Linked DNA regions of Zea mays: region 2 is linked to region 1. The links are chromatin contacts, called in public Hi-C maps. All regions are on one chromosome and are shown on one strand. The core of a region is the stretch at or near the end of the contact, and the rest is flanking DNA. Distances in the headings are between cores, read along the strand shown. Region 1 holds the start of LOC100275595 (putative AMP-dependent synthetase and ligase superfamily protein). Region 2 holds the start of LOC100275163.

Region 1 (5,239 bases), core at 2,190-4,689:
CACCGGACAGTCCGGTGGTGCACCGGACAGTCCGGTGGTGCACCGGACAGTCCGGTGCGCCAGACCAGGGTGCCTTTGGGATGTCTTTAGCTCTCTTTATTTGAACTCATCTTTGGTCTTTTTATTGGCTTGTTGTGAACCTTTGGCACCTGTAAAACTTATAGACTAGAGCAAACTAGTTAGTCCAATTATTTGTGTTGGACAATTTAACCACCAAAATCAATCTAGGAAAAGGTGTAAGCCTATTTCCCTTTCACCCTACCACCTGCACCGTTTTTTAACATTTTACGCGGATGATTGTTGAAACTGGTGCTTTAAGTATAAAAAAAAATAAAAAAGTAGAGAGTAGAGATGTAGTGGACTCATGCTTGGGCTTCTATGCAAAAGATGCTGCCCCGGTTTACGACTACAGGAGCCCAACAAACAGGCAGGCCCATCTTGGCCGGCATGGAAGGAGGAAACCCTAGCGCTCCTGCTCCCTCCAACACTATAAAAACCACGGCCGCAGCCGTTTATCAGCTAGGTTAAAGCGACGCCGCCGCCGCAAGCCGTCCGCCTTGCCCTTCACGAAGGCTTGGTCCTCCTCCTTGTATCTCCACTCCCCCCTTCACAGATCCGTTCCTCCAGCTAGGGTTAGCGTTCCTCTGCAGCGATGGCGATCAAGCGGACTAAGGCGGAGAAGAAGATCGCGTACGACAAGAAGCTGTGCAGCCTGCTCGATGAGTACACCAAGGTGCTCATCGCCCTGGCCGACAACGTCGGTTCCAAGCAGCTCCAGGACATCCGCCGGGGCCTCAGGGGCGACTCGGTGGTGCTCATGGGGAAGAACACGCTCATCAGGCGTTGCATCAAGGTGTACGCCGAGAAGACCGGTAACCACACCTTTGACCCGCTCATGGACCTCCTGGTCGGCAACGTAGGCCTCATCTTCACCAAGGGAGACCTCAAGGAGGTGCGCGAGGAGGTCGCCAAGTACAAGGTGAATAACTGTAGTTTTTTCCGGCACCTGTTGTTTGCTGTTACCTGTTAATGCGAACATCACTTGCTCGGAGTAGCAATTCGATGGCTCACGGCACAAAATTTATTTTTTATGCAAATTGTGTCGTACGTGTCCCGTACTCTTGGAGAGATGTCACGTATAGTAGATTTAAATTCACATCGAGTTGCCTGGATATAGCTCTGTGCAACTCGGGTCCGTGACCTGGATATAGTCGTTCTGTTATGCTATTGTCCTGCACTAAATACTTGCAGATTGTTTTGTTAGGGCCATGTTTGTATACACATGTCTAATTACTAGTTAGTGCTAAAAATTAGCCAAACTTAGCTATAGTTAGCTAGCTAGTACTCTAGCAACTAGTTGAAGACTTCGCAAAAGAAATAGCCTACCAATTAGCTCCCCTGTTTGGATGCACCAGAGCTAAATTTGTCTATTTTTAGATAGGTAGCAATTAGTTCATGCACCCAAACATGCTCTTTGTATGTATTGAGGATTCTATATTCATAGCATTGTTTCACATTCAGTTGGTAGCTTAGCTGTAAAAGTTTGTTACTGTATTGTGATATCGCTTATTGCACTTGTGAGACTAAATTTAAATTCACGTCTATGTATATATCGCTTTAAGAATGTCTGGGCTTAGTTTCATGATTAAACATCTCTGATAATAGCATAACAAGTCAGTTTTTCATGCACCATATCTGTCCTATGTTGATAGCCATAATGTGGAAGCATATGTGTTGTAACACTTTTTGATGTTGTTTATCATTGTTGTTTCTGTTACACATACACTACCAATGTCAAGCTATTATTCATTATTAATAATAATGACAATTTGATGTGTTTTTGCTACAGGTGGGGGCTCCTGCTCGTGTTGGTCTGGTTGCTCCAGTTGATGTTGTTGTGCCCCCTGGCAACACTGGGCTGGATCCGTCCCAGACCTCTTTCTTCCAGGTGACCTTGGAAGCAACACCTCTGTGATACAGCTAAAATGCAAGCACACAAAGGCGCTTTTCTCATTTGTCATTTGTTCCAGGTGCTTAACATCCCCACCAAGATTAACAAGGGTACCGTGGAAATTATCACCCCTGTGGAGCTGATCAAGAAGGGTGAAAAGGTGGGCTCGTCCGAGTCTGCCCTGCTCGCCAAGCTGGGTATCCGCCCCTTCTCGTACGGCCTCCAGGTCACCAGTGTCTACGAGGATGGGTCCGTGTTCAGCCCTGAGGTGCTTGACCTTTCCGAGGAGGACCTGATTGAGAAGTTTGCCACTGGTGTCTCCATGGTTGCCTCCCTGTCACTGGCGATCTCGTACCCGACCCTTGCTGCTGTGCCCCACATGTTCATCAATGGGTACAAGAATGTGCTTGCTGTTGCTGTCGAGACAGACTACTCGTACCCACATGCTGACAAGATCAAGGAGTACCTCAAGGTAAAACTTGTTTTCTCGGGCTATGGTAGTTGTTAAGCAACTCAAGGCCTTGTATAATTCTGGTTTAATTTGATTACAGTCCATATCTATGAACGTGTCTTGTTGGCATTTAAACTACCATGCATACCTATGCTTCTTTGTCCATATCATATGTACTGTATCATCAGATCACGATGTAGCTAGTTTATGTCTTGGAACCATGTGTTTTGAGGTATTCTAATTTCTGTGTTTGGTTTTGCAGGACCCAAGCAAGTTTGCTGTTGCCGCCCCGGTTGCTGCTGGGGACTCTGGCGCTGCAGCTGCTCCCAAGGAAGAAGAGAAGGCTGCGGAGCCTGAAGAGGAGTCGGACGAGGAAATGGGCTTCAGCCTCTTCGACGACTAGAGCTGCTGTTTTCGTCAAACTGCTGCAAGTTTTGGCTTTTTTTTTTATCATCTACAAGTACTGTTTCCTATATTTTTTAGCAGACAAATTATCGTGTGTAATCGACAATGATATCTCCTTAAATTTTAAGTACCTGTGTTGTGTCACTCGGGTTGATGCTGTTTACCTAACAAATCCGTTTGGATTTTTTTTGCGTAAAAGATTGGTTAGTCTCCGAACTAGAGTTCAGCACATCTTTCATCTTTCGGCGAAAGATGAAAGTGTCATGAAACTTAACGTTGCCCAGAAGCTTGGCCCAAGTTAAAATCACATTGTCCGAAATTCTAAATGATTGATGCACTTGAAATTCGAAGAAATATGCTGCACACACAGCAAGTCGGGTCTGTAGGCAGAACCGCCAACAGTCAGCACCTGCTTAATCAAATATAAATAGCATCGTCTCACTTTTTTTCCCAACTAGTGTGTGATCTGTGTGTGAGTGTGAGATTGGTTCAAATTCCTATTTGAATTTTAGCCTTTTTTTACTATTTAAACATGGGAGCAGGCTACCCATTAGTAGGTGGTACCGTGGTAGTCAGCGGTCAGCACAGCCTTCCCTAACTATCTCGTCAATCGTCAGCTGCACTGCAATCTGTGGTCGCAACGCAACGTCCCCCGTCGTGGCCGCGTGCTATCTTCCTCCTCCCTCCCTCCTTGCCGCACGCGTCAAACCTTGCAAAGAGAGTTCGGTCGACGGCGCCAGCCGGCGATGGCAGCGCCGCGCCACCGCCAGGGCCACATTGCGCAGTGCCTTGGCAGGATCCTCGCCTGCCGCGGCAGCGCCACCGCCGCCGTCGCTGCCGGCCCAGGCGGCCGACGGCTCACCGGCGCGGAGTTCGTCGACGGCGTGCGGAGCCTGGCCGCTGGCCTCGCCGACCGCGGGGTGCGCCCTGGCCACGTCGTCGCCGCCGTCGCCCTCAACAGGTACCTGCCTGCTTACCTAGGCGCATGGAATTCGTTAGCCGCGGAAACGATCGGGGGCTGAGCCATTGCTGTACATGAACGCAGCGTCGAGTACGTGCAGCTGTTCCTCGCCGTCACCTACGCCGGAGCCATCATCGCCCCTCTCAACTACCGCTGGGTGCGTGCGTGCTCCTCCACTTCATCTCCTTTTCTCGGTTCTTACAGCACACAGCACTCACTCCGGCAAAGAGTGCAAGTAAGTTTCGTCGTCGTCTCCCCCTGTTCTGAAGCAGAGCTTCGAGGAGGCGGCGCAGGCGGTGGAGCTCGTGCGGCCGACGGCGTTCGCCTTCGACGGCGCGTTCAGCTCCTGGGCGCTTCGGCTGATGGAGGGCGACAGGTTCCCATCCATCGGCCTCTACCTCCTCCTGGGCGATCCTTGCAGGACCGGCCGCGCTGCTGCAGGTTGTGGTGAGGTTCTTGCTTGCGTTGCATGCGTGGGCATTACAAGAGACTCTGCACGCACCTAGCACTTGCAATTTACACACGCTTGCTTTCGTCTTGGACACATGTTGGTTTCAGCTGTACCCATTACCGACGTCACGGGGAGCCTCGGCGGAGCTACGGCAGCGGCGGCGATGGAGCCCGTGTCGGCTCCAGACGACATTGCTCTAATATGCTTCACATCCGGTGAAAAAACCAGGCTGTTACAGAACGAATAGAATTGAAATCGAGAAACTTGGCTACAGGATGTATAGCTGATGGTACGTACTCTGATTCTGATCCAACCAGGAACCACGGGGCGGCCCAAGGGCGTAGCGATAAGCCACACGTCCTTGATCATCCAGTCCCTCGCCAAGATCGCCATTGTCGGCTACGGCGAGGACGATGTACGTACGGTTTCAGGACCCCAACAAGCACTATCGCATACAGTTTCCATGCCATGTTAGCGACTCTTTACGCAGTTCAGGACTCAAGAGAACCAAAAGTTGTATGACTTCCAGAATTTCGCATCCCTCTCTCTACTCTTCGGCCCCTGCAGGTTTACCTGCACACAGCGCCTCTGTGCCACATCGGAGGGGTCTCGTCGTGCATGGCAGTCCTGATGGCCGGAGGCTGCCACGTCCTGGCGCCGAAGTTCGACGCCAGGTCGGCGTTCGCCGCCATCCAGGAGCACGGAGTGACCTGCTTCATCACCGTCCCCGCGATCATGGCTGACCTGCTGTCCTACGCTCGGTAGCGATCTCCAGAGCACTCTGAAACCCTACGAGCCCCCGCAGGCCGCAGCCGCTGGTAGTGGTAGTCAAGTCACCTAACCGGAGTTTCTCCCGTCTTCTTCGACCAGGAAAGAGGAGATGGCGCCGGGCTGCGGGAGGACGACGGTGACCAAGATTCTGAACGGCGGCGGCGGGCTGCCGCTCCACCTCGTAAACGCAGCCTCGCAATCCTTTCCTCGGGCTGCTATTTTCTCAGCTTACGGTACGGCCGTACGGCG
Region 2 (4,814 bases), core at 808-3,307, 290 kb before region 1:
TGTATGTGAAAGTTCCCAGTTCCTCAAGAATACAGATAAAGTTTTTTTTTTCTGCATATGTGTTTTACAGTTCTTTCATATCCTTCAATATTGGTAGTATCATTGCATTGGAAAGGAATTGGTGGGTGACTGTTCCCACTGTTCATGGTTCCAGAGATTAGGTTTAGAAAGAAACTTATGAATTTTGTTGCATCAAGATGATGCTTACCCCCATACTGTCTGTATTCAAATCATATTCTGAAACCGCTGTTTCATTTTAGTTGCACCTAGGACATAATTTACCTTGTATTTATTTATGTAACAGATGTTTGGCAACAGCTAGCAGATGCATCACCTTCATGTTTAATTTGCTCACAGTCCACTTCGTTTTCGTTTGGTAGGCGCACCCATATCTGCCAGAATCGGACAAGGAAGAGCTCTGCCGGGTGATGGACTGCCAGAAGCTGTCCCTGGAGGCCTGCACACACGCGGCGCAGAACGAGCGCCTCCCGCTCCGTGTCATCCTGCAGGTCCTCTTCTTCGAGCAGCTCCAGCTGCGGAGCTCCATCGCGGAATGCCTCATGATCTCAGAGCCCCTAGACGGCGGCGGCGGCTTCTCGCGGCAGCTCGGCGGCCTGCCTGTCTCGGGCGAGCACCTCCGCGGCGCTGGCTGGCCCCTGGCCGCCAGGGAGAACCAGACGCTGCGGGAAGGTATGGACAGCATGAAGCAGCGCGTGTCGGAGCTGGAGAAGGAGTGCTTTGCCATGAAGGAGGACATCGAGCGGCTCGGCCGCAGCAGGAGCGCGGGCAAGAGCAGGTTCCCGTTCGCGCTCGCCGCAAAGCCCCACGTCTGCGGCACCAAGGACAAGGAGGCTGCTCCGGAATCGTCAAAGTCGGAGACGTCAAAGTCGAAGGCAGCGGCGGCGACCAGGAGCGATGACAAGTTGGCTGTGGTCAAGGGCGGTGCCGCTGCCGCCGGTGATGGCGGGCCGCAGCTGAAGCACAGGAAGCACAAGACGAGCCTGTCTGCCTGTTAGTTTTTAGATATCTACAAGCACACAGTATAGGCCCTGAATGAACAACGACTGTGAGTGAGAGACGCTATCGATGTGATGCTCATTTTTTTTTCTTGGACATTTGCTCAGTGAAAAATGCATAGCGTTACCAGCGTGTCTTGGACTTCCAGCTGTACCATGCTTCCCCGTTGTGGTTGTACATGTCCATGAATCGGAAAAGAATTTACTAGTAGAATCCTACCGAGTTCCTGTGAATTACTGGGGTTCCAAACCGTCTCTCAAACTCAAACCTCAAACTTGAAAGGGATCCGCATTGATTTTGATAAATGTATTGTCACTTGTTCTTCTCAAATTGGGTGGATAACTGAACTGCACTACCTGTTTGTCTGTCGTTGTATTTCTGTTGGTTCTTTCATTCTAAACTATAAATCGCTTTGACTCCTGCTCTAAACCACAGTATAAATTGCTTTGACTTCTTTTTACCTCGATTTTGTCATCATATACCAAAACAAAACACTTGTGCCTAAGATATATGGCAAAATCTATGTACCAAAAAAACTTGGAGTATTTTGAATTCAAATGTGATTTCATTGGACCGCTGAAAGTGTGATATACTTAGAATATCTCCAACCAAAAGTATGATATGAGTCCCTATATCATATTATTAAAAAATATATTATGTTATTTAGAAAATAAAATGTTAGAAATAGTATATAAAATGGGAATAGGGCTCCAGTATATAAGTCAATATATTTAGAACTCGAGAGACCAAGCCTATAATTATTGATGAAATTTTGTAAGATAAGACTTTTGTTGGAGCATGTTTTAGTCCTACATTTCAAAATAGGATTCTGTTTAGGGCTTCTCTTCAAGATGATATTTCAAGCATGTGGTGGACTGCTCGTTTCTTGCGGCTGTTTGGGTCTGCAGCTGTACAGCACAGCCCATAGGCTGCAGCCCAAACAGCTGCTTCTTGCTATTTGGGCAGTTGGGCTGCAGCTAGCCAGCTACACAGCACAAGCACAACCCATCAGCTGCAGCCCAAACAGCTGCCCAGAACAGTGCAGCCCATCGGCTGCACCCGGACTTTCCCTTCTCGTTCCAGCGGCCTCGAGTCTGGAGAGGACTCGCCTGTTCTAGGGTTCGGTGCCCAGTCGCTGCTCGCGTCTCCGCCCTCCGGCCAGGTCACTGGCGCTAGGAGGCGCTAAATCGAGTTGGCGACGCCTCCCTCACCCGTCCCCGATCGACGTCGGGAGGCATTCCTGGCGGCGTCAGCGTCGGCGTCGGCGTCCCCGCACGCGCGCACTACTGACTCATCTGTGCAGATCGAGCCGTCAGTGAGCATGACAGATCTTCCTTTATAAGAAGAGTTGACAATGTGTGAGCATGACTGCATGAGACCTTTTACTGCGTCATATATTTTCATTGTAATTTATATACGCGTCACACTTATTTTTCAACTTGACATATTAGGACATGCCTCCATATCAGTTCATGTTAACATAGAAACGTCCTCCATATTATGAGTCAATGATCCACTCTGTTTTTTATGCAACTTCAAAAAGCAATGGACATTCCTAGGGGGCGTTTGGCTTGAAGATAATCACTCTCAACCAGCCAAACGTTCAAAATTCCAACTGATTCAGGTGGGGGCAGGAGAGAATCATTTCTTCATTTACACTAGGAGCTAAAAAAACATTCTTCACCCTGCTGCCTATTATATTGTGGTGGGGATCAGCAGAGAAATTATCATCAGCTTACCACCTTGTTCCCTCCTAGGAATCCAATGGAATCCTCAATCAAAGAATCAAGGAGTAGAGCTGAAGAATCAGGAAGTGGAGCTCTCCCAAAGTGGGTCCTATGTTGTCAACCTAATCCAAGCAATAGCTGCAAACAGCTCCCTTGAACATATGTATTCATGTTGCTGCATGTACTAATTCTACTTCTATCTTTTGGTTGGTCCCTGAAAAAACAGCTTCTGTTAATTTCGATAACCGGCATTCAGCTCTAGAAGATAGCTGTTGCAAGGTAAGTTTTGGATCCATGTATTGCAGCTTCCTTTCAAACTAAATGGCACTCCTGCAGAACATTTTGTTTGCAACATTTTTTTTGCTCCTAGAGTTCAATTTTAGGCCAACTCAAATGTAAGTGCAGTTCCAGCCCGAGTACAACTATGGAATAGTGCAGGCACCTACTGATTGGAAATTTGTGTTTGCGCATGACCTGTTCTATCATGCACATAGTTTTCTAGGCATGCACATGATACAATTATTAGTTAGAAATTCAGGCGATAAACAAATATCCTGATAATTCTGACTGGTTAGTGAATTTTCAGATACGCCACTGGAGGGTGACAACTCTGGCTTACTCCTCGACGTCATCATGCTCTGCACCTGAAGTTTGTGGCTACGATCTGCATACAACTCCAGCGAGGCACAACCCCGTCGAGGCAAGTGTTAGCTAACTTTCCTTGTATCCTGTTGTTGGTGATGCACGTGTGGCGTATAGATCTTGTAATCAGAAAGACATGTAAAAAGGAAAAGTGACGCGCAGATGGATCGATGCCGTGCTCACTGGGACGACACCACCACAAGAATATTCCTGGACCTCTGCATCGCCGAGAAGGAAAAGCAGAACTACAACAGCAAGGGGTTGACCAAGATAGGGTGGCACAATCTGTACCGCAACTTCAAGGAAGAGACACGCAGGTCTTATGATACCAAGCAGCTGCAGAACAAGTTCAACGGCCTGAAGAGGATGTACAGCCTGTGGAGACTGCAGAACGACAAGGCTGGACCTGGAGGAGGAGGCGGGTGGGACAAGAGTTCGAGCACTGTTACACAGGATGCTGACGGATGGGACAACCAGATCACGGTAAGTACAGCCCGTTGTGCTTAATGCCAGTTCTTGCTTTCTGTGAGTTTAACAGTGCCACCGTTAGCTGGACATCTGTGGTTATTAAATTGCAGAATGGTTTATTCTGAATGGTCGGTCCTCTTACCTTACGTATTCGCCGTTGCTGGCTAGCAGGAGACCAGTGCAGCAGAAGACTTCCGTGGCAAGGCGCTCGCGCACGAGGACGCGCTCGCCGTTCTTTTCGGCCCCAAAGACGGCACAAATTCGCCGTCCGTAGGTGGTGGCGCCGGTGACAGAACACCAGGCGGGGGCGGAGGAGGCGAGGAAGAGAACCATGCTCGAGCGTCAGGGGACAATGCCGCTTGTCCGGAGGAGAGCCTGGGGTGTTACAGGTCTGGCCGTGCGTCCCCATGGTCAAGCCAGGACCACCACATCCACATGGTCGGCAGCCGCCCAGCCAAGAAGCCTAAGAACACGGGGTACTATGCCGAAGGCGTGTCCGAGAGCATGCTCGGAAGCAGGAACGAGAGCAGCAGTGCCATCAGGCGTGAGCAAGAAGAGGTGGTAGAGTTGCTGCAGCTCGTAGAAAAGGACGGCGTGTCTCAGGGATCTGAGCTGTTCTTCATAGCTACTGAGCTGTTTAGGTCGCCGATCCGACGCGCGGCATTTAGGTGCATCACCACTCCGAAGAACCGAGTTGCATGGCTCCGGTGGACTTGGGACAATGTTAAGATGTGATGATGGCGGCGTTCTTGCTTAGTTTTCAGTTGCCTGTACTGAGAATTCTTCCTCGGGCAGTTCGTGAGAAACTAGTTGTATTGTATTATACCCTGTCCTGTCCGTTCTTTTTTATTTGTCGTGTTTTAGTTGCGACAAATATTCGAGATCGGATTTAGTATTATTGTAAATATATACAGATTTCCAGCACAGCGCGTTCTGTCAATATATACAATGCACACATAA

The links. A called contact is a pair of places that touch in the nucleus more often than the background predicts.
Region 2: a Hi-C map of ear shows a contact between it and region 1, with 5 times the contacts expected there. The contact joins the promoter of LOC100275163 here to the promoter of LOC100275595 in region 1. A contact is called at or near these places in 12 of 25 Hi-C or Micro-C datasets (bundle sheath, ear, endosperm and 4 more).

Annotation. Positions count from the first base shown.
Region 1 is chr6:14,801,705-14,806,943 of Zm-B73-REFERENCE-NAM-5.0, reverse strand. LOC100275595 (putative AMP-dependent synthetase and ligase superfamily protein) reads left to right here and starts at 3,439. Exons shown (of 10, transcript NM_001149645.2): 1 at 3,439-3,768; 2 at 3,853-3,925; 3 at 4,041-4,215; 4 at 4,327-4,434; 5 at 4,537-4,634; 6 at 4,787-4,980; 7 at 5,090-5,223. The coding sequence starts at 3,554. LOC542454 (60S acidic ribosomal protein P0) reads left to right here and starts at 537. Exons shown (of 4, transcript NM_001371630.1): 1 at 537-979; 2 at 1,850-1,948; 3 at 2,031-2,423; 4 at 2,665-2,951. The coding sequence starts at 653. The coding sequence ends at 2,805.
Region 2 is chr6:15,094,486-15,099,299 of Zm-B73-REFERENCE-NAM-5.0, reverse strand. It overlaps LOC100275163, which reads left to right and starts at 2,057. Exons shown (of 6, transcript NM_001149319.2): 1 at 2,057-2,641; 2 at 2,775-2,846; 3 at 2,971-3,023; 4 at 3,331-3,444; 5 at 3,549-3,869; 6 at 4,026-4,779. The coding sequence starts at 3,549. The coding sequence ends at 4,589. It overlaps LOC100192849, which reads left to right. Exons shown (of 5, transcript NM_001358589.1): 5 at 381-1,226. The coding sequence ends at 1,016. It overlaps LOC100284079 (ATP binding protein), which reads right to left. Exons shown (of 8, transcript NM_001320189.3): 8 at 4,747-4,814.